Regions from separate parts of the Arachis hypogaea genome. Here region 1 is linked to region 2. The links are chromatin contacts, called in public Hi-C maps. All regions are on one chromosome and are shown on one strand. Each heading gives the region's core, a stretch centred on a gene start, on an enhancer-like site or on the middle of the called end of the contact. The rest is flanking DNA. Distances are from core to core; before and after follow the strand shown. Region 1 overlaps LOC112697138 (a long non-coding RNA gene). Region 2 holds the start of LOC112697136.

The links. Hi-C and Micro-C count contacts between places; a contact is called where the count stands out from the background.
Region 1: a Hi-C map of an unstated tissue shows a contact between it and region 2, with 5 times the contacts expected there. The contact joins the enhancer-like site here to the promoter of LOC112697136 in region 2. A contact is called at or near these places in 4 of 8 Hi-C or Micro-C datasets (leaf and an unstated tissue).

The regions. Positions count from the first base shown.
Region 1 is chr6:100,155,622-100,161,621 of arahy.Tifrunner.gnm2.J5K5, forward strand. LOC112697138 (a long non-coding RNA gene) reads left to right here. Exons shown (of 3, transcript XR_003151081.3): 3 at 1-217. LOC140173500 (a long non-coding RNA gene) reads right to left here. Exons shown (of 5, transcript XR_011862533.1): 4 at 4,881-5,095; 5 at 4,156-4,394. Among protein-coding and RNA genes, the nearest start is that of LOC112697138, 4.6 kb to the left of the region's middle. Within about 2 kb of position 2,015, at least 3 of the 3 cell types and tissues checked have open chromatin away from gene starts, as enhancers often do.
Region 2 is chr6:100,069,078-100,074,421 of arahy.Tifrunner.gnm2.J5K5, forward strand. It overlaps LOC112697136, which reads left to right and starts at 2,193. Exons shown (of 11, transcript XM_072197398.1): 1 at 2,193-2,524; 2 at 2,834-2,894; 3 at 3,582-3,758; 4 at 4,095-4,207; 5 at 4,326-4,397; 6 at 4,505-4,564; 7 at 4,656-4,747. The coding sequence starts at 3,756.

The sequences.
Region 1 (6,000 bases), core at 765-3,264, 86 kb after region 2:
ACATTAAGAATTTTAGCTATTTTGTTGGAGAAGACACCATAACTTTACTATCAGTTTAATGACAATTTATTTTTATTCAGTTGTGTTGATTGTTGAACTATTAAATTTCTTTAATTGTCGTATTTGAATTCTGTTGTCGTTAAATTTCATTAGATCAAGACTTTGTTAGTTATTGTATATTTTTGTTTGTCGATTTCAATGTTATGACTTTGCATAATAGTATGGTAGTATTTTTTTTGAATTGATTGTAAAAATCGAACAAACCGAACCAAACCAAACCGATTTTAATTGGTTTGGTTTGGTTTGGATGGTCTTGACAAAAAAATCGAACCAAACCGAACCACAGTTTAATTAGACGATCGGATCGGATGACTTTTCCCTCAAAAACCGAATCAAACCGCACCGCGAGGAGCGGCGGCGCTACCTTCCCTTCCAGATTCTCTTTCTTCCCTCCCCCCCACCCACCTTTCCTTCCCGATTATCTTTCTTCCCTCCCTCCCCCCATTCTCTTTCTTCCCTCTCCTCTCTTCCCTCCCTCCCCCATTCTCTTTCTTTCCTCACCCGCTTCTCTTTCCTCCTCTCGTCGTTCCCTTTCTTTTTTTACTTTATAATTTTTTAGAGAGGAGTAATTTGATAATAAAAAAAATTTTGGTAAAAAAGATAATTTTAAAATAAACTAAAACCTTTAGGATCATTTTGTAACCAAAAAAAGACTGAGAACGAAATAAATTTTCGACCTCTACATCAACCAAAATTGTATTGACATCATCATATTTTTAATCACTATGAGGAAATAATTGTTTAAGAGGAATTCACTTCCATCATATTGATTGACATTAACATTAGATATAACATCAACATTGGTGGACATTTTGTTAGAAAGAAAAAATAATGTCATAATTAATAATAGTAGCAAAGGAAAGCCACAAAATTTAGAAGCACAAAAAAAAAGGTTTACAAAAATTATGCAAAAATGAAAACAATTCAAAATGAATGGTTTTATTCAGGACTGTCAACGGTAAAGTTTCTTTCTAAATTAATTGGGGCTAGGAGGGAGAAATCAAAGCCTACTTGAACAAATAGTAATGGTGATGACCACACAAAACTAAGCAGCAATAATAGCACTAAGCTTAAAAGCGACAACTAAGTGATGAAAAAAAAAAACCGAAGAATTTGAGAGGGTCACAATATTTTATCGTTGAATTTTGATGATTAATAAATTTAAATATAATTTAATAAATTTTATTAAATATTAGTTAACATTTGTTCAAATGTAAAATATATTAAAATATTTTTCTTAAGTAACATAAAAAAATTAGATATCTTTTAAACTTAAAATAGTCTAAATATCAAAAAATATAATCTCAAAAGCATTTTAACTATCTCAGAAACAACCTAGCATATCTTAGAATTCGAGTGTCTCATTTTTAGTTACAAACCACTGAAGGCAAAAAAATATTTACTTCATAAAGCCATTAACAAAACTCACGTTTTGGCTTCAACATTTAAATTTGAATATGCTTAAAAAACTAAACCGTTTAAAAAAGCTTTCTCTCTCATCTATAGAAAGTATACTTTGAAGCTACTAAATATGAGAATTTTTAGGAATATTTTTACCATCACCATATTTTTAGGAATAATGAGACAAATATAGAAAATAGGTTTTTAATAGATTTTAATTACAATAAAAATGCAAAAATACTATGCCTACATGCTAAAATTTTATATCTAATTTATATAATTAAAACTTAAAGTGGTTCAAGTGTTCAACTAGCTAGTAACTTACAGATTAAACAATAATCCTATTGTCTTGATGGAATTTTTTTTTTGGGTGGTATCTTGATGGAATTTTTATTGGCTTGGTTTTGATAAGTATGCGGGAGCCTCACACACATACCCAAGAAAAAAAAAGGACTTGGAGATGAGTCATTTTTTTATATATAATACTCAACTTGAAATGGGGAAGCTATAAGCAAAAGCAAAATGCAGTGTCTATCCAAAATCAATAACAAAAACGTTGGTAGTGTGCTGTACATCGTAACACAAAAGAAGCCCAAGAGAGAGTGTGAACGGCCATATTCGATGGCAAAGTATTTCATGAAACTCTCACAAAGTTTTATCAAATGAATCTGTTTAAAATATTTAAAATTTGTCCTATCTCACTTTTCTATATTTATGGATCGGAAATAAAATGCTTAACAATTTTTTATCAGCCTCTTCTTCATGGTTGAGGTTAAGCGAAAAAAAAATCTTTTAACTCAGAAGAATATTAGCCTTTGCACTAAGTCATTAAGATTAGTGTGTTCTCAATTTTGAGTCTAATTTTTAAATTGTGTAAAATGTGGATAAAATAGAGTATGGTGAGAATTACAACCATGATAAAGAAAGGTTGAAGGGGTCGTTAATAAATTTTTAAGAGTTTTGTTCCCAATTTATAAATATTTTAGTCAACTCAATTTGATAGAACTTTTTATAAGAGTTCCATCAAATACTTTGCCTAGATAGATATCACCTTTTGACCAGAAAAAGAAAAAAGAGAGATATGACAAAAGGTCGCAAGTTAGCAACTACTGAAATTATGCAGTTGCAATTGAGGCTTGGTATAAATAGAATATATTTAGGCCTTTCATCAAGTTACTTCTAGAATTGAATCCAAAGAGTAGAAAATATGAACCGTTTCTAGTGTGTATGAGTGTATAGTGTAAGATTTAAAAAAAAAAGAATTATGCAATTATTTATTTATTTATCTTTTAGTTTAATGCTTTTCTTAGAAGTCATAGTTCTAAGAATTTTATTTTTTAAATTGTTGAATATGAGTTTATAAGGTAGAATAAACTAAATAAATAGTTGTCATAAGTTAAAAGTAGGGTTCAGTACGATTTTAGTCTCTAAGGTATAGGTCAGAAATTTGATTTATCTTCAATCTTTTTTTGCATACAAAATCTTCTCTAAGGTTTAATTTGGTTTGAAAATCGTTCTTAACTTAAGGACCAAAATCATACAGAAGTGGTGGCAGAGAGGCAGAGGTGGATTGTGAACAGTTTCTTCTTTTTTTCTTCCCCTTTCTTCTTCTTCCCTTCTCCCATTACAGGAGTAAAAACACTCTCTTTCTCTTATTTTTTTTATTTTATAATTTTTTTGTTATGGATAATTTAGTCCAAAATTTTAATATTTAAGTAAACAGTGTGAAAATTAGTAAAGCTAATTTATAAAAAAATAAATAAATAATCACTAAATAAAATGAAAGGTAATAACTAATCCTAGTTTATAACCTTAGAATTTTAATGGTTGAAAAAGAGAAAAATTATATACCTCTAATTGACAGATGGTTCATATTGAAGACACTCACCTATAAATTGAGTTTTTCTTTAATTCATTTCAATCATATCATCTAGATAGAATAACATAATATTTCTTTGAATAGTTTTATCCTATATATGTAGAGAGAAGTGTGTTCTCCTTTTATTAAGAGAAAATGTTATTGTAGCCACCTTGTGATAGAGAGAAGTTGTAATACTCAAAGAAAGTTATTCAATTGTTTTTATATTTTATACAAATTTCTAATTTTTTATTTTTATATTTTGCTGTGTCATTTGTCTGGTACCTAACAAAAAGAATAATTTTAAAACTTAGTTTTAAACCTTAGAGACGATTTTGTATGAAAAGAAAAGGTTAGGGACGAAAAAAATTTTCAACCTATATTTTAGGGACCAAAATTGTACTTAACCCTTAATCAGTTTGCAAATATAGTTAACAACATTTTGACTATAATTACATTATATTATAAAAACTAAATGGTTGGGGTCTGATGTTCAGCTTGCTAATGTTATCCAGAAGGATGTTGTCTGCTGAAGATTGTTAAGTTCTTCTACTTGTAAACTATTTTTTTCTCTTTTTCTTGGTATTTATACGGGGTTTAGAACAAAAAAAAATTACAAACTACATCACAATCCTTTGGAGTATTCAAACTCCTCTAGCATCATCACCAATAATTTGCACTAATTCTCTAGGAGGTTTATAACACCCTAACTACCAAAGTTCACGCTTCCGGCTGCGCAACTCTGATAGCTCGGACATTACGACGACACTTATACTATTTAATACTAAAATATGAGCCTGTTTAAAACTTTAAACCGCAATACTGTTCCAGAATACTTTCGTTCGACAATGTACGTCCATAGATACCATATAACTTACAAAAACTCTTAAAAGATACATCCATATATATACATACATATATATAAATAATATTACAAACATTAACCAATACAATTCCTATCCCTCTTACAGAATATATCAAGATAAAAGCGAGGGTACAATAAATAATAACTATGGCCATACAGAGCATCACAACAATAACTAAATAAATTCTTCGTAACTTCTGCGCCCATACCCTGAAAGGGGAAAAATGTAAGGGGTGAGAACATCATCCTCGAAAGGGTTCTCAGTAGAGGGTTTTTGGGAATTACTGTAATAGGATACGTGAAGATAAACCGTACCAATGATTAATAACCGTCTTATGCCTCTTTTCAAAAACAACGGTTTACAATAAAAGAGAAATCTGAAATCCTTTTTCGAAAAAGGAACCATTCAATTCTCAAAAACTCAAAAGTCTTTCAAAACGGTTTATCTATACCGAACCAAAATAGTCTTTCATATTTTATTCCAAACCAGAAACACAAAACCAAAATCAACCATCGGTTCATCTTATTCCAACCACGGCCCTATGCCCAAACAATCCAACCACAATCAATCCACCACAATCCAACAGAGTTCCAGATGCAAACACAAGTAGGAAGATACAAACACAAACAAACAGTTATTGCAAGTAGAACAATTAGCAGATAATCACATAGGCAAACCAAGTACAATATGCATACCCAAACAATGTCACATAGATGCATATGATGCATGCCTGTCCCTAGTGGCTGATGATATCATCTGTCGGTTACCAAGCCAACCCGACGTGTCCGGTAGCTAACCCGGACACAGTCTCTCTGTTGTGCATTAATATCATTAGAAGGTATCTGCGCCCTGTCGCCATTAGAGGGTATCTGCGCCCTGTCACCATTAGAAGGTATCGTGCCCTGTAACCCTTACAACCAGAGAGAAAACACAAGCATACTCACTTACGACATTCATCTCAGCAATTCGGCTTAAATTCATAATTCATTCAATTGCATACATGCATATATATTCAACCATGGAGCACCATCCATCTCAGCCATCCGGCTCACAGTTCAATCCAGAACCAACCAACTTATCAATAAATACAGCCCTTCGGCTTAAATTCATAATTCATAATCAGCCATACGGCTCACAACTCATTCGGCAGTCAGCTATAGTTCAATAGCATACACAGCCATTCTGGCTTATAACAAAAATAGCACTTCCACCATTCAACATCATCAAATTCATAAAATCGGCATTTAAGCCATAAATCACTTTTCTCAAGCCATTTCACTTTGAAATCAAATTTCAACTCTTTTCAGCCTTGGCTTTAAAGATCTCATTTCTCAAATCATCTCAGGCTCATAAGCCAAATTTACTCAAAGTGAGTTCCCTTTTTAAAACAAAGCCACTCTCGGCATTCTCTTTCCAAAACTTCCAAAACCATGGCAAGTTAAGGATTTATTTCAAAGTATTCAAAACCACCCATCCAACAATGGGATTTTATAACAAAAGTTTCTCGGCAGAGTCCCAAGTCTTTAGGGAAGGTCAACTTACATCAATTCCTTAAAATTCATTGAAACTCTTAAAATCATAGATTCTTGGTTCAAGTAAATAAAACTAAATTTATTATGAAATCGAGCCATACAAAATCACAAGTTCCAACCCGGTCCAAAAATCAACTCATTTGAAACGGAACCGGTTCATTTGAATCAAACCACTTTCAGGTTTCTTTTTGGAACCCATTTTTCTAACTCTTCCAAAATGCCTCAAACTTAATTACTCAATCAAAAGTCTAGATTCCTTTAAAATTACTAAAAACCCCTTTTT
Region 2 (5,344 bases), core at 943-3,442:
TTGATATAATGAGATAGACTTAAAGTAAAGCCAACTTCATTCTTATGCACCTTTATGTCTAATATTGTATCAACTTCATTCAAATCCTTCATCTTGAATTTAGAAGTTATACTCCTTCATTACACGAATTCCTTCTAAATTTTTTTGATGATTAACATATCATCAGCATATAGACAAATAATTACTCTATAATCTTTAGTAAATTTTGAGTAAATACATTTATCCGTACTATTACGTGAGAATCCATTTAATAACACCATTGAATCAAACTTCTCATGCCATTATTTAGACGATTGTTTTACGCCATACAAAGACTTAATTAATTTACAAACTTTTTTTTATTTTCGGGTAGCACATAGCCTTCCATTGCTCCATATAAATTTCTTCATTAAGATATCCATTTAGAAAAGTTGTTTTAACATCCATTTGATGTATATGAAGTTTGTGAATGGATGCTAATGCTATAAGAGTCCTAATAGAAGTCATCCTTGTCACAAGTGCGTAGGTATCAAAATAGTCTAAACTTTCTTGTTGTCTACACCCCTTGGCTACTAACCTTGCTATATGGGTTTGTAATAAATCATCAGTGTTATACTTTTTTCTAAAAATACCCACTTACATCCTATAGGTTTTGATCTTGAGACCCAAGTATTATTTGATAATATTAAGTCCATTTTATTATTTGTTGCTTCTTTCTAAAAAGTAGAATCCCTTGAAGTCATAGCCTCTTTGAATGCTTGAGGATCACCTTCTATGTTCATTACAATAGGAATCTTGTTTGTCACAAAAATTTTAGTTCCTTCTACCAAAAAGGTGATAGTTTGAGAAGAAATAAAATATGGACCAAAGTTTTTTTCTTTTCTCACTCGCAAACTCTTCCTTGGTTCAATCAATCCTTTGTCGCTTAGACGTTTATTATTTGATTATTTATTTCTTGTGAAATATTAGTATCATTTTAGGATATTCTGAACTAGAAGTTGACTCATTCAAAAATTTATTTCAATAAATTCTACATCTCTTGATTTAACAACTACATCATACACTAAGGCTAATATTCTATATGCTTTAAAATTTTGAGCATATCCTATGAAAGTTCCTTTTATGACTCTTTGGCCCTAATTTGGTTCTCTTTTGATCAAGAACTCGATAAAAGGCTAAACACCCTCATACTTTCAGATAATTCAAATTAGGTTTTCTTTCTTTTCAAATTTCATAAGGATATGACATAATGTCAATAATGCTTCACCCCACAAATTGTAAGATAATTTTACATTTACTAACATTGAATTAACCATATCCACTAAGGTACGATTTTTTCTTTCTACCAAACCATTTTGTTGCGGAAGATTCATGCACAATACTATGTAATTCGCAAAAGTTATCAAATTCATTAGAAAAATATTCTCCACCTCGATCACTACGAAGAACTTTTATTTTCTTATTATACATACTTTCTACTTCCATTTTATATTTCTTAAACATTTCAAAAGCTTCATCTTTATTTCTAAGCAAATATATATATAAATAAATCTAGAACAATCATTAATAAAAGTTATAAAATATATTTTTTCTCCTCTAATAATATTGCTATTTAATTCACAAATATCACTATGAATCAATTCTAATAAATGTGTATTTTTTTTAAATTTAGAAAAATATTTTTTAGTAATTTTGAATTATATGCAAATGTCACATTTCTTATTAAAATCCTTGTTACTAAAATCTATATATATATATATATATAATTGATTTATAATTTAAGTGTGCTAATCTACTATGCCAAAAATCACAAGAATCAATAATATACAAAGAAATATTCACTTTATTAATACTAAGTCTTCAGTACAATATCCTTTTTCTATGAATACATCATTCTTGAGTAAGATCACTTTATCGAATTCCATTACAATTTATATCCTTTCTCACTACTAGAAAATTAGTTATTACAAACGGATATTTCCGACGGATTTTATCCCACGGAAATACAGACAGAATTTCAGAGAGATTTTTTTGTTGGAAAACAAAAAAAATGAATTAGCATAAATTACAGACGGAAAATAAAATCCGTCGATAATTCTGTCGGTAAAATTAATTTATTTTCGTAGGAAATAGTTACAGACGGAAAATTCGTCTGTAATTAAATAGACAAAATGCTACATTTTATTAAATTATTACAGACAGAAAATCTGTCTGTAATTTAAACTTTTCCGTCGAAAATATTAGAATAAGGAGGTAGGTTCCCGAAACTTCCAATGGTTCATTTCACTTTTTCACGTTTTCCTTACTCCCTGCCTTCTCTCTCCGTTGAAGATGTGACGTCCTCCGCTATCACCGCCGTCGCGGCTCACGTCACACGAGCTCCCTCCGTCGCCCTCATCGCGTTTGCTCCCTTCGTTGCCATCGTCGTACGACCTCTCTCCGCCGTGCTCTTGTCTTACGAGCTCCTTCCGCGCCGCTCTCGTCGCTGCTTCTTCTCTCCTCGCCGGAGGTTTGTCATCATCTCTTCTCATCGCCGTTAGTTCAGGTAGGCATCCGCCTCCTTCTCGTCCATATCCCTAACCCCTTCCATTGTGATTCTATTCTGATTTCATTATCCCTAGCCCTAGCCCTGTCCCTTCCCTGTTGCTGCTGCTAATTTCATAGAAAAAATAAAAATAATACTAATTAACTTCATTCATTTTTTAATTTGTTGAGATATTGAGATCTGTTCTTAATTAACTTAAAATTACTGTTAAGTTTCTACAAATCTGTTGAGATATTGAGATATTGAGATCTGCAATAGTTGGTGCTGTCCGCTCTAGCTACTTACATGCGTTGTTTGATGTCTTTGCAGAAGTAAACCTTCTGCAGAAAGTTTCGGCTATTGTTCATGGAAACTTGAAGCTCTCCGAGAGGTAATTCTTGATAAGGAACCATGCTTTTTAACCCTCCTTTCTTATTTGATTCTACACTTAAATGTCAAAGGAACAGAAATTGAACAAGTCCTTTCAGGAGGAGCTTAAAATATTAAAGTTGGATAGAGACAAAGTGAGTTTATATTATATATATTTTGTCATTGTAACTGAAGCATTCTTTTGCTCACCGTGAGATAAAATGAATCATTCTGTTTGTAGTTATACTATGGGGAGGTCATAATTTAAAATTAGATAGAGCTATTAATTGAGATAAAACAACTATACATGGCATTTCACTGTGCTGTACAGTTGGAGATTTCTTCTGTATTTGATACTTTTATCATTGTTTTATTGCTGAGTGCTGACAATGATTTAGCTCACTATAAAGTTGTAAAATAATCTCTTAGAAGTTCATCATAAATTGTTCTTTCTTACACTCTAAAGTCTTATATTGCAATAGGACTACTGACAAGGATCACACTGATTTACTTGCAATCTTCTCTAATGCCATGGGTGTTTATTAGTTTTTTGTTAGCTAAACTCATCATATTATTGCATGGAAGACATCTATGGATTATTCTTTTCCTGGTCAGGTGATAATGGCATGGCAGGTTAAATTCAGGCTTTGAAAGTAAAAAATTGTGCTGGAATTATGGGTTATGAAACAAGGATCTCATCTTTTGATAGGTTGTTGGTATTCAAGGGCATAATCCTAGTGGGCATTGCTTAGTTGCATCTAAATTGGTAGATTCTATACTACCTACCTCTGTTGCTGATGATAAGGATTTGAATCCAGCAAAGAAGCTTGCTATTGATAAAAGTCAACCAATTGATATTACTTCTAAAAAGACAGAGTTGTCCATGGTATTTACTCTACTCGTTTCTTAGTCATTGGCTCTGTTATAAAATTATATTATGCACTAGGTTCCATTTTTGGTATTTTGGTAAAATTTTATAGAATTTTACTATCATTTCTTTTTTAACAATGACAAATTACTAACATTTTAATTAGCCAAGCCAAAGTATGGTTATAAGGCAGTCATGTGAAGCAAAACCTTGTAGCTATTTATTTACTTGCATTTTGACGCATATTATAGATTTTAAAAGATCTCATGTTCTTTTTAAAAATAATTTTGTGATAATATGAAGAATATTTATGTCAATAATTTGTATTATACACATGCTCTTGGTGCGTAACAGATTATTGCAGCAGGCCCTTTTACAACAACAGACAATTTATTTTTTGAGCCCCTTGTAGAATTTAGTGGCGAGATACCGAATTCTTTGGGAGGCCTCAAGAACCTGAATTATTTGTAAGTTACTTATGTTACAGATTCTAACTGTTCAAAGTATTGTGTTTGATACTTATTTCTATTCGGACTTATGAAATTTGGTTTCTTACTCCATTTAATGTGTTCTTGTTGGTGCTAGGCGGTTGAATAATAACAGCCTTACAGGACCGTGTCCTCAGTCTTTAAGCAACATAGAAGGTTTAACACTTGTGTAGGTCTTTGTTACCTTGGCATTAATGTTATCTTTTCCTTATAAAACTAATGATTTCTAGGTATAAAATTGAATACTAACTGTAATGAATTGAAAAATATATGTAGAGACCTCTCCTACAATAATCTGAGTGGTTCCTTGCCAAGAATACCAGCAAGAACATTAAAGTAAGATCATCTAACGTTTCTAGTTAAATGTTGACTTTAGCTCTTTTATTGATGCATGAATAGATAAATGATATTAGCTTATACCTTTCAGTTTAGTGCTTCAAACAAATCAAGAGCTTGATCATGATGAAAAGCTAAGTTTCCGACATCAGATGGGTCCACCTGTGGCCAATTCTCCACCTGGTAGGTTTCTAAGCTATTGAATATCCTTAATGATGTTGGTATCTCTGGCTACCACCGCTTTAATTTACACTATTGATTGTTATTATTATTACTTTTATTATTTAAGCTTTTTGTACTTATTATTTTTTACTCCTCTGTTGCTCTGTTTCGGACTCACTCATCACTATCATTGTTGATTACTAGTGTCTGTGTGTGCTTAATTAATAGATAGGATGATAGTCGTCTATAGAGATTAGAGGATCATTGGTGCAAACTGAAAAGTGATAGATGGCGAGGTCATTTAAAAAGTGCATGATGCTTTGTTGTACCGGCAAGATTTTCTTGGTATGCTACTTAATTATTATTACTCTTGAAGTCTTGAACACGTTCTATTTTTCAGCTTCCAAAATCATACTATCATATCATATATTAGCTTCTGCATAATATATACTAATTGATTGAAACAATGATCCTTCTTGTGTGCTTAATAATCCTCTTGTAGTACAATACAACTAACTAGGGTAGGTTTCAACTAGTTTGCCTCTATATGTATATATTCCTAATTTACAATACTAATTGAACCACTAAATTAAACCCACTATTGATATAATAAAGTTC